3 separate regions of the Mus musculus genome follow, and all the other regions are linked to region 3. Evidence: chromatin contacts called from public HiChIP or PLAC-seq data. All regions are on one chromosome and are shown on one strand. Each heading gives the region's core, a stretch centred on a gene start, on an enhancer-like site or on the middle of the called end of the contact. The rest is flanking DNA. Distances are from core to core; before and after follow the strand shown. Region 1 holds the start of Lyst (lysosomal trafficking regulator). Region 2 holds the start of Gng4 (guanine nucleotide binding protein (G protein), gamma 4). Region 3 overlaps Lyst (lysosomal trafficking regulator).

Evidence for each region. HiChIP or PLAC-seq counts read pairs in DNA pulled down with a chosen protein or histone mark.
Region 1: a contact with region 3 is called in an H3K27ac HiChIP or PLAC-seq map of embryonic stem cells, with 7 read pairs. The contact joins the promoter of Lyst here to the enhancer-like site in region 3. A contact is called at or near these places in 2 of 39 promoter capture datasets (macrophages and neutrophils), 2 of 484 Hi-C or Micro-C datasets (embryonic stem cells and granulocytes), 1 of 115 datasets of contacts at active chromatin or transcription factors (embryonic stem cells) and 4 of 9 other capture datasets (adipose tissue, liver, macrophages and 1 more).
Region 2: an H3K4me3 HiChIP or PLAC-seq map of embryonic stem cells shows a contact between it and region 3, with 2.8 times the contacts expected there. The contact joins the promoter of Gng4 here to the enhancer-like site in region 3. A contact is called at or near these places in 1 of 39 promoter capture datasets (cranial neural crest), 3 of 484 Hi-C or Micro-C datasets (embryonic stem cells and large pre-B cells), 2 of 115 datasets of contacts at active chromatin or transcription factors (embryonic stem cells and large pre-B cells) and 3 of 9 other capture datasets (liver, macrophages and pancreatic islet).

Annotation. Positions count from the first base shown.
Region 1 is chr13:13,588,430-13,592,345 of GRCm38.p6, forward strand. Lyst (lysosomal trafficking regulator) reads left to right here and starts at 1,980. Exons shown (of 53, transcript NM_010748.2): 1 at 1,980-2,067. It overlaps Gm30836 (a long non-coding RNA gene), which reads right to left and starts at 2,772. Exons shown (of 2, transcript XR_382086.4): 1 at 2,305-2,772.
Region 2 is chr13:13,782,715-13,786,221 of GRCm38.p6, forward strand. Gng4 (guanine nucleotide binding protein (G protein), gamma 4) reads left to right here and starts at 1,593. Exons shown (of 4, transcript NM_010317.3): 1 at 1,593-1,929.
Region 3 is chr13:13,670,392-13,674,227 of GRCm38.p6, forward strand. It overlaps Lyst (lysosomal trafficking regulator), which reads left to right. Exons shown (of 53, transcript NM_010748.2): 20 at 412-549; 21 at 2,865-3,063. Among named protein-coding and RNA genes, the nearest start is that of Gm30836, 81 kb to the left of the region's middle. Within about 2 kb of position 1,385, at least 10 of the 459 cell types and tissues checked have an H3K27ac peak or open chromatin away from gene starts, as enhancers often do. A contact at or near this core is called in embryonic stem cells, where this site is marked.

The sequences.
Region 1 (3,916 bases), core at 730-3,229, 81 kb before region 3:
TATGGGTCTTTCACACAGCTCCTGCCTTTCCTCACATGTGTATGCTATGGGCTTTTCTCAGACATGTTCTGACTGTCATGTGTATTCTTTGGTGGTGAACATGGGGGTTCCAGTGTTTTTTTCTGTCACTGATTGTAAATCTCTCCACCCTCTCTTCTGCTACAGGATCAAGCTGTAGACTATTTGATTATTAATTGTATTATTTGGGAAGACCTTGAAAACTGCCAAATGATACCAAATATATCAATAGCTTTGACTTTCCCCCCCATGCCTCTGTTATCTCAAAGGCCCGCCACAGTTGTGGCTGGAAGAAGAGGAAGGGTGGCCCCTAAGCTGTCAAAATGCCTACAGCAGCATCATTTTGTCAGTCTTAGGTTTAGTTGGACTGTAGTGAGGATCAGATATCCTTTTGTTTAACTTGTGGTTCCCACACTCAGAAGAGGTTGGTATATTAAAGTGTATAACATTAATAGTCATGAGAAAACCAAAGCTGGGCACAAGTTAAAATGGCAAAGACAAATTTTATCCAGGACTAGCATAACAAAAAGAACCCAGGTACATAGTTGGCCTCTGATTTAAACACACTAGGGATACCTGGGGATTTATAGTCAAGAAACGTGGAGCTCATGGTTGATACCAACATAGGTGAATGTTGGTAGCATCAACCTCACAAGATTCATGCTGAAGGCAGGCCAGCATGAATAGATACCAAAGGTGGGGACTGAGAGATTTTGTAGATAGGGAGGGTGTGATTGTGTATGTGTGGGTTCTTGCTAAACTGCCTTGGCGATTGCTAAACCTAGAGTTTACAAAGATGTGCACACATAGCACATGGGCCAAGGAGAAGGTTCAAAGTCTGACTAAAGTTTGCTTTAAGCAAGGATCTTTGTCACATTGCCCACTGTATGCTAGCATATTTGAACAGGGCTAGGTAGGGTATCATACCTGGACCCAGAATTTTTGCAAGTTTCTCTCTTTCTGTTTGACAGAAATATAAGTTCAGGCCCCAATGCTATCTTGAGGATAGCCCTGCTTCCATCTTGGTGAACCTTTCCGTTTTTTGTCTTTTGTTTTGTTTTTTTTTTTTTTTTTTAATCCTGTGACCTCCAACAGAAAATAGGACAACAGTTTATTGCACATACTGTCCATGAAAAAACAAAACAAAACAAAACAAAACAAAAACCAAAAGAAAGTTTATTCTGAGGCAACTTTGAGTGAATAGTGCTTAGTAACAGAGATTCGGGTTTCCCAGAATTACATGTTCTACTGTGAAAGAGGTTTACACGCAGTCTTATAGCCATAGAACAAAAGACCATAAATCAATACATTTGCCAAATATAGCGGAAAGGACATCGGGGAGGTAGGCTACAGCATAGCAGGAAAATCTCCAGCTGATGATACTCTTCTTTTGAGCACTGCTGAAAAGCCAGTCGTTGGCTAAGTTTAACAATACATTCCAAACTTTTTACATAACAGGCACAAAGATCTTAGGTCAGCTACAAAGGTTGGTAATAAGCAGTTTTTTTAAAGAACCTAAAGATAGTCCAAGATAATCTTGGTTACTGATCATCATCTCTCCGTAATGGTAAAGTTCTAGACAGTCAGTCACTTTGTACAGTCTTCAACAAAGATGTAATTTTCCCAGTAAACGTGAGTTTACAGTAGAAAGAAGACACTAGGCTTGCGCTTTTAGGGGCTGAATCGCCTGGGATGGACGAAGCTTTATGCGGCCGGGAGGGGTGGAGTTCAGAGAAGCTGCACAGGGCCCTCCTCGCTGCATTTGTCCCGCCTTCTTCCTCTCATTGGCTGAGATTCTCCACGCATCACGTCGGCGACCCCAGCGTGCCCTCCCGGTGGGGCGGGACTTTAGGCGCTCGAGGCGGGGACGGTGCGCACGCGCAGAGGAGCGGGTCTGGGTCTGGGCGGGGGAGGAAGGGGGTGGTGTTCCCGGTTTCCCGGGTTACCTGAGGGGGCGGGGGTGAGAGCTCACGCTGGCCTGGCAGCCTTGGTGAGTCGGGATTCTCCTGCACCGGCGGGCGAGAGCGCGCGGCGGACCACAGAGCGGAGGTAAAGACCGCAGCGGGCTCCTTTAGAGGGTCAGGGTCTCGACCTCAGCGGGGCATGGCGGGAAGGTGGCGGGCCGCCCGGGCGGGGTCGTGCCGCGCTAAGGGAACGGGGTGGTGCCCGGAGCTCGGCCCGGCCGGGGTTCGCTTGCCTTCTGAGCTCTGCACAGTTGCTGATTGAGGCGGACCCGGGCCCCGAGGGCTGTGGCGGCGGCGCGGACCCCATAGTAACTTTACTTACCGGCCGGCTGGTGCGGCGGACGGTGTCCTCAGGGGGCGCTTCACCTCGGGAAGCGCTTGTCCCGGACCGCCGCTACCCTCAGCCTGCCCGGTCCTTCCCAGCAGGTGACAGCGGGAGCTGACAGGTTCAGGGCGTCTCACTTCGCGCCGCGGGTCCATCTGTCATTCCCCACCCTGGTGCTTCGGAGTCCTTGCTGTCCCTTCCCTGCCCGTGACACCTGCTGCGGGACTCTGCAAACAACCCTTCGTGGTTCGCGCGCACCTCTGGAGCGGTGGCTGAGATGCTAATATAATAGGGACGTGACCCAGGGAGATTTCCTCTGCCACCGGAGGCCAAGGGTTCATGATGGAGGGTTGGAGCTCAGGGAGTCAAGAAAAGTGTCCTCATCCAATCCTCAGAGGGATAAACAAAACAGCAAAACATCCTTGATGGAGAGAGAGAGAGAGAGAGAGAGAGAGAGACAGAGACAGAGACAGAGACAGAGACAGAGACAGACAGACACAGCTCTTGCTTGGTAGTTGATGGTGTGAGAAAAAAATTTTAAGGTGTTGACTCGTGTAGAACACACATTTGTGTTGAATTCTGGCCAGTATTTCCTTAAGGATCAAATTCATTGTGCATTTTCTCCAGGGTTTGTTTAACAGGTTGATATGGCACATTAATTTGAGCTTTTTCTTCCTGAAAGGCATTTGGCTGGTCTGCCTTTACTTTTAACTTCCACACCTAGTAACCTTATACTAATAAAGATGTTGGCTCTTAGCTTTTATTATGTAGCTGATTGGTAGGGGATATCTGTATTTACAGAGCATTGCAAGTAACTTTTCTGCTGCTCGTTGCTGTCATCCACGTTGACACTAACACATACAGATATTGAGAGACTTTGGAAGATAGAGGACGTAAGGGGGAGATGAGTTTCTGTTATTTAGTTTCCATTAAAATACTTCCCAGACAATAAATTGCATATAGAGCATATGCATTTAGTAAAGATGTTTAAGTACCTATTGTGGACCAGACACGTTTTATAAACAGATAAATACCCCCTTTCTTGGGTCATACATATTCTGGAAGAACCTCAGACAATAAGTAAGAAGAATATGTCCTTGTCAGATGATGTTAAAGGACTTAGAGAAAAAGCAGGGAGAAGACAGAGCCAGAAACGGGCTGCAATTTGATTAGAGGTAGTTAGGAAAGGCCTTCTGGAAAAAAAATTTGATAACCGGAAGGAAGTAAGGGGTGATCCATGCTCTTTTCTGAGGGAAGGATATGCAGTGAGAAAGCCACTTGCAAAAGCCCTGAGGCAATAGTGTGGAGACTGGAGTCAGAAGAGAGCTGAGAGGCGGGTCTGGCCGTGTTGGAGCCAGTTAAGTAAGAGTCGTAGAGTACCAACAGATTAAAAGGGTGAGAGATCAGATTGTGAAAGGCTTTATAAGCCTCTGTAGGGAGAGGAGACCTCTTTTTGATTACAAGCTGATATAATCAAACTTGATTTTCAAAGGAGCCATATTATGACTAATTGGAAAATATACCACCATTTGGGGGAAGGGATAGCAGAAACAGAAGCAGAGATACCAAGTAATGAGGCCAGAAATGATTTAGGAATTTGTGGCTGTGG
Region 2 (3,507 bases), core at 343-2,842, 110 kb after region 3:
CCACTTGTTAAATAAATTTGAGACTGACACATATGAATTGAACACATATGTCCTATCAGAGGTTATCACAGCTACATTTAGATTTACTGATAATTTCTTATTTAGATATTATTGTCTGCCGTACCAGAAGCAATTGGTCTCTTTGAGTCGGCTGCCCCTCTACCCTTGTACTCAACACTGAATCAACTCCGTTGCTTTTAATTATCCTTAATCATGATATACTTAGGATATTTAATGTGTCCCAGAGGTCCGATGTGTTACTCGTTTGGCCCCCAGAAGGGCTGCTCCTGGAAGAGGGTAGGGTCTTTGTATAGGAGGCTGCCCAAAAGGATACAACTCCCTCCAGAGCCCTAGAGACTGAATATTGGTCTGACAAGAAGGGGCCTGGGAGAAATGGAGGAGTCCCAGTAGCCACCCAGTCTACCGGAGAGTTTATCTATTGAAGTGCCATGCAGTTGAACAGTTGGCACAACTCGTTAGAATTCTGGTGAGAGGAAACCTAAGGTCAACTTTCCTGCAGCTGGTTTGTGGAAAGAGTGTACAACCGAGCCAGGGCTTGCAGGGGAGACGTGAATCCAAGAGGAAAAATAGTGGACACGATTGTGTGCTGCTTGAATTTTCAACAGTAGTGACTATAGGATCTCAGCCTCTGCCTTGTGAATATTACTGGCTAAATCATTGCGACGTCATTTAATTCTGAGGCCTAAAGGGACTCCTGGGAACTGTGAAGACAATCAGTGTGATTTCCCACCCCACTGCGTCTTTCCAGCCTCTCTGGGCAGTTTCACTCAGCAGCCTAAGTGCACCTCTGTCCACGGTACTGTGAGGCATGTCAGATAGATATGCGAAAATCTAAGGCACCCTGTGTAGTGTCACTTTCTGCAGGGATAGTTAGGGAAGGTGAACAGGAGGAAGGAAGATTTTCAAGAAATCTGTCAGTGGTGTTCAGACAGAAGTAATACGGTTTCCTCCTTCTTTATGCATTTACTGCCTGAAATGTTTTCTCTGCTTCTGTCTTCAGAGGGCTTTGTATTATTTCCTGAGTTGAAAAACAGACGTGGCTGAAGCTGCGTCTCAAGGAAGAGGAGTTTGGTAATTCATCGGTTTACAATGAGACTCACAAAACACAGTTCCATTAGGACGAGGCTTGGCAGGCCATGACCATCTCACCGTTGGGAGTCGCCAGGATTCCCCGTGGCAGCAGTTCCTTGCTGTCCACTCACACCCTTGTGACTGGCTGGGAGGCAGCTGTTCTGCCAAGCCTGGCCGGGTGGCGGTCTTGCCCGCGTTGCTTAGCGACGTCTGCGTAAGATTGGTGCGCATTTCCAGATGTTCAGCATCTGCGCTAACAGCGCCCACCTTCCTCGGCGTGAGGCACCCTAGGTGTCCCCAGGTGAAGTACCCTGAGCTGGCCGTCCCCACTCTGCACTTGGGGATCTGCCTCGAGCCATAAACCCTCCAAGGCTGCGCACTCCCCGGGAGGGCGGGTTTGGGTGAGGCCCGGGATTTGGGGCGCGCGGAGCCCGGAGTGGGAGCCCCAGTGACGCACCAGTGACGTCGGCGGCGGCGGGCGGGATTTCCCGGCCCCTCCCGGCGCGGGAGGAGACCTGCTGCGAAGGAGTGGGTGCGGCCAGCGTGGCGCAGCAGGCGAGGGTTGGGGGGTCACCGTCTTGCACCCAGTGGGCCCACTGCGCAGACCCGAGGTCCCGCTTGCGGGTGGCTTTGCTGTGGCTTGTGCTCCGTGCCGCGCCCCCTTTTCTCCCCAGACGCGCAGGGTCTTCTGTGGTCCGGGACCCCGCGGGTGGCGACGCGGGGCGCGCTTTCACTGAGCCCGGGGCGAGCGATGCCGCTTGGCCTGGCCAACCCCGTCGAGCGCCGCGCCGGGGACCCAGCCCGCGTCTGAGCAGCGCCGGCTGCGCGCCGGCTGCGGTAAGTGGCGCCCGAGGCCCCCGGGAGGGCGCGGCGCCTCGTCGGGGAACCTCGGTCCGGGCCCCGACAGCTCCGAGAGACCCTGGGCGAAATCTAAAAGTCTCAGAACTGAAGAGATATTCTAGCTCCTGGGTCTTCCCTGGAGGTGCCTCAGCACGCTTCACAAAGACCTGTGGTTCGTTGTGGTGGCGGCCGCTTGGTGCACGGCCGCGGGGCGCCTCCAGCCTAAGCCTCCCTAATGTCCACAGGTAGCCCGAGTCTCGGGGGACACAGCCGAATCCCCCGGGGTCGAGGAGGGCCGAGGCCCTCATGGGACTCTTCTTCATCAGTGGGGCGTAGAGGTCCCTTATGGCTGGCCATGATCATAAAGGACGCCCCCTCGTCCCACCCCCCACCATGCAGAAGATCACAGGAGATGGATGGCATGGCCACTGATAATTTTGTTTGGAGCAGTGTTTTGGCAGGGGTTCGCAGACGCTCTCTGCTTTCCCGACGCCAGGACAACTGCCTGGGGTAGAGAGGGAAGAGCACGGTGACCTGGGCGAGTTTGTGCCCTCCCTCTCGATGGCGACTGTCCCCGAAGCAGGTGCTGAAACGCGCTGCTGAGCTCACGGGGCATAGCTTTGGGAGAGCGAGCTTTGCTTTAATTTTTAGTCTCCTGGGAAATAATGAGGCAAGATGCCAGTTATGGCTGCAAAAGGCTCCTTCATTTAGACTAGTCTGCTTCTTGTCGTGTATTTTGAGCTAAGATGTGAGCGAGGGTACTTGCAAATGTGAAAGTTTGATCCAGTGATAGATAAATCCCGTCCTCGCTTCCCAGGCCTCCGGGGTCTGTAAAAGGCTGGCAGCAGACAGGCCGGCGTTTCAGCCAGAGCAAGTCTGCGAGACCGTGCTAGGGTTCCGGTGAAAAAGCGTCACTCCTGCCGTCTGCTCCAAAGCGAGGTGTGATGGCCCCCAAGGCTGCAGCTAGGCTCTTGGGCTGCGTGCAGGCTGCCTGGTTCTTCATTACTGGGGCACCACCGCCCTTTTCCTCTTGTTGGCTTGCAAGGAGGAAGGCAGCCACCTCCTCCTCTGGTCCTGTTAACCTGGTATTGGCCACTTGGGGGTGGGATGGGGAAGACCTGGTGCTTTCAGTCCTGAGAAACAAGACACAAGGTGCTTGTAAACTGTACTTGGGGTTTCTGGATTTCTCCGGCCTGCTGAGAGGTGGCGATGAAAATGCAGAACCTGCTGGGGTGCGTTGCTAGCCAAGGGACTCTCGGGCTCAGAGCTATGGAACCTGCAACCGTTAGGCCCCAGTCCTTTCCCCTCCTAATAAAACCCATGGAGGAAGCAATGGAGGGAATTTTGGGGCAGGGAACTGCACAGGGAAGGAAGGGCCATCCTGACTAGTTTATGCCTGTCTGACTAGCTGCCATCCCCCCTTTTCATGGTAGTCTGTGAGAAAGTACCCATAGGGGAGATTTCCCTTGTTCATTCCCTAGAATCTGAAGAATGGCCATCCCCAAAGCTCCCAAATCTCCATCGCTCTTCATAATTGTGGATTTTTAGATGGCACAGGGCCCTTGCCTCTGGCCT
Region 3 (3,836 bases), core at 135-2,634:
GGACATGAGATAGGAAAGAGGTGAGGTACATCTAGAAGGAGTTAGCAGAGGAGTGTGAATATGATCAAAATACATTAGATGCATGCATGAAAGTATTAAATCATCAGTAAAAAATATTTCTAACAGTCGCTGATCATGCTGGAGGAAAGGATAATTTTGCTGCTTCAGTGTAATGCTAATGTTAAATGTAAATCCAGAAGTGTATGCTCTGTGTAAAGCTCTGAACTTCCTGAAGTAATGATGAGCTGAATGGAATAAATTTTAAGACTTACTTTCCCCTCCACACCAACAGACTCAAGCTTTGAAGTAGACCATGCACAGTGCGTTAAGTAGTTATGTTTCTAGGCTTCTAAGAGGCCCACAGTATGTTTCCATAACTGTGTGCTAATTGGTGCATGTTTATTTTCTCAGCAAGGTGTGTGGGAGACTCTGCTAGCAGCTTTGGAAGTCCTCATCCGGGTAGAGCACCACCAGCAGCAGTTTAATATTAAGCAGTTGCTGAACGCCCACGTGGTTCACCACTTCCTACTGACCTGTCAGGTTTTACAGGTACTTTTCCCGTAGCTTCTCTGCAGGGGCATCTTCTGCAGTAGCTTCTATTTAATAACCTACTGCTGTGCACATCAGAGTTTCACAGGTCAATGGGATTTTTTTCTGTCTTTTATCTTACTTACTCTGTAAGCATGTTTTCTTTCAGCTCTTGCCTCCTGATCTTTATTTACACTGTCATCTTCTCTGGCTCAAACTACAAAAGAACAGCTACTAAATTTCTGCATGTTTCTTTGTATTGGAATATAATAATTTTGTGGTTTCCTGAACATCAGCTGTTAGTGATCCTTAACTCACTCTATACTCTTTAAATAACAACTTACATATATGTATGCTTTTAATAAATAAAACTTAATCATAGTCTATTTTATATGTTAACTAGCAATATGGATATATACCTAAAATACTATATTAAAAAGTGACACTGACTCATGTACTATGTCTGTGCTGTGACCTGACTTTACAAATGCCCTTTCATCTGCCTGGTTGGTATATTGGACTATTTCCAAGGTTTTGTTTTTGTTTTTAGTGTTTGAAACATGTTGATCTTGTCAAGTGAGATAAGTCCAGACATACTGTGGGATCTTTACTATTTCGTGAGGCCAGTACTTTTGCTTCTATAGCCTGACACCTTTACTGTATTGGTGGGTTAAATTGTTGGGGCCTGCCAGCGGCTCACATGTCCGGGTTCGAGCCTGGAAGGCATCTTGGAATCTGGGAGAAAAGAGGGAGCCTAGGCGGGTTGAGAAATAATGGAACTGGTGATGATGTGCAGGATGGGGCATAGTCTCCTGAATAGCTCCGGGGCCTCTCAGCAGGTAGCAGTATCTTGAAGAGGAGCAGCAGCCAAGGCAGAACAATAGAGTGATCTAGGGAGGAAGGCTCCACCCTAGATAATTTCCTTAGTGGCAGCAAGGTCAAATTCTGGCTCAGCCTGCTTCAGGCTTCTGGGAAGCTACATTAAAATCTAAATACTATGACAATACCTCAAAGGGGTCTATGTGATCTGATGACTAAATTGTCTCAAAATTAACAGCTCCCCTTTATTATCCTCTGATTCAGCAGTACATAACAGTAAATGGAGTGGAGGGACAATTATGTGTCATATTTGGACATATGGAGACAGAAGACAAGGCAGTTTTATATTCTGTGCCCTTAATCAGGAGGTTAATTACTAGCCTCTGAGGAGATGGAGTTTAAGAACATAAACAAGTTATGACAGCCTCTATTTTTAGTAAGGCGTGACATCCTACTAAGTTCTATAATCCAAGCAGTTGAAAGCACAGCACAAAGAAACTGGGGGCCTGTGTTTGGTCATAGTTGTACAATTATTTGTTTCTTTGTGTGGTTCAAGCTAGTGAAATAACCATTTAAGCCTATATTCTGGAAGTGAAAGATAAGACCACTGTAATAACCACTGTGAGAAAGGACTTTGCAAGCTGGGCCACAGGATATTGCTGTAACTTGTGTGCTGCATTACAAGAGGTCCATGCAGATCTAGTAGCCATAGTGGATAATAGTACTAACAGTGATGCTAGTGTTAAAAGAACTAAGAGTTTTATGGCTTTATGCACTTTAAAAAATTTAGTTTCGAACATTCCTGATTTGGGGCTTTCATATCTATAAAGTCTGTACAAATATCCTCCAAATCCAAAAACCTGAAATCTAAAGCTCTTCTGGTCTACAGCGTTTTGAATTACAAGATGGCTTAGTGTCTGAGGTGCTGTTCTAAGAGTTTGTATCCTTGAAAAAAACTTTTTGTTGTTGTTTTACAAGATTGGGTTTCTCTGTGGTGTCATTGAATTTGTAAAATGAGCATACATACTAGTGTTAGCATATTCATATAGACAAAGAGACAGTATAGCAATGTTAATGTAAGTGTAGGGCCACATTGCACACTTGAATTCTGCAGTGTAACTTGGTTCAGTTAACTAAATTAAGAGGGCTAGAATTAAACTGCCATCACTTGTAATTAATTTATAATGGCAAAAATCACTGGGGTTGAAAAGTAGTACTTCAGATTAATGTTAAATATGGTTAGACTAGAGTAGTAAACCAACAATATTCTATCTTAAGAAGAATATCAGTGAGATGACTTGGCAGGTAGGGTGCTTGCCATATAGGCCTGATGACTCCGATCTCCAGAACTACATTAAAGCAGAAGAGAACCAACTCCACAAGGTGTCTTCTGACCTCTACATATGCACCTCCAACACTAATAATAGTGACTTTTAGAGGACTATCTTGTTTAAATAAAAAAAATATTAGCTGACAGTTCTTTAAATCTAAAGAGATTTTGGCTTTTATTTTTACAGGAACACAGAGAGGGGCAGCTTACATCTATGCCCCGAGAAGTTTGTAGATCATTTGTGAAAATCATTGCAGAAGTCCTTGGTTCTCCTCCAGACTTGGAATTATTGACAGTTATTTTCAATTTCCTGTTAGCTGTACACCCTCCTACTAATACTTATGTTTGTCACAATCCCACAAACTTCTACTTCTCTTTGCACATAGGTGAGTAAGATCATTGTTAGATTGTAGCCATTTCTACTCTAGTCTTTTTCCTGCCGATACATATTTGTTTTGATATTTACTGAATGGTCTCTCTGTGCTGGAAAAAGCCCTAATGTATGTTGGTGGATAAAAGGCAGTGAGTTACTAGATAGATCCAGAGAATAAACAGAAGGTGTGAATGAGAACAAAAAAGATAATGTAGTTGTATGTTGATGGTACATTTAAAAAGTCAAGATGGAAAATTTCAGTATGAACCTGAAAAGGATGATTAAACTGAAAGTATTACTTAGGATTCATATCATATACTGAAGAGAATTCATAAAAATATAAGACACAGATCGGAGAGATGGCTCAGTAGCTAAGAGCACTTGCTGCTCTTTCAGAGGGTCTAAGTTCAGACAGATTCCAGCACCTACCTACTACTGCCTATAACTCTAGCTCCAAGGGATCTGATACCTTCTTTTGACCTTTGCAGGTTCTAGGTATACATGTGAGAGCTAATATACATACGCATAAATTAAAATTTAAAAATTTAATATATAGGCATTCAAGGAATAAACAGGTAAAGAGTTTATTTTTGAGAGATCAGAATTACACAGTAAGGGGGAACTGTAAAATGTGAAACCACAGAAATAATTGTTAAGACAGTTGGAGTTCAAAGAATGTAGAAGTTAACAGTCACAAAATCCAAAGTGAGAAATTATAAAGGGAATACTTACATACTATATTTGATACTATGGAGCAGGCCTTATTTGTTTCTTTTTGAACATTTT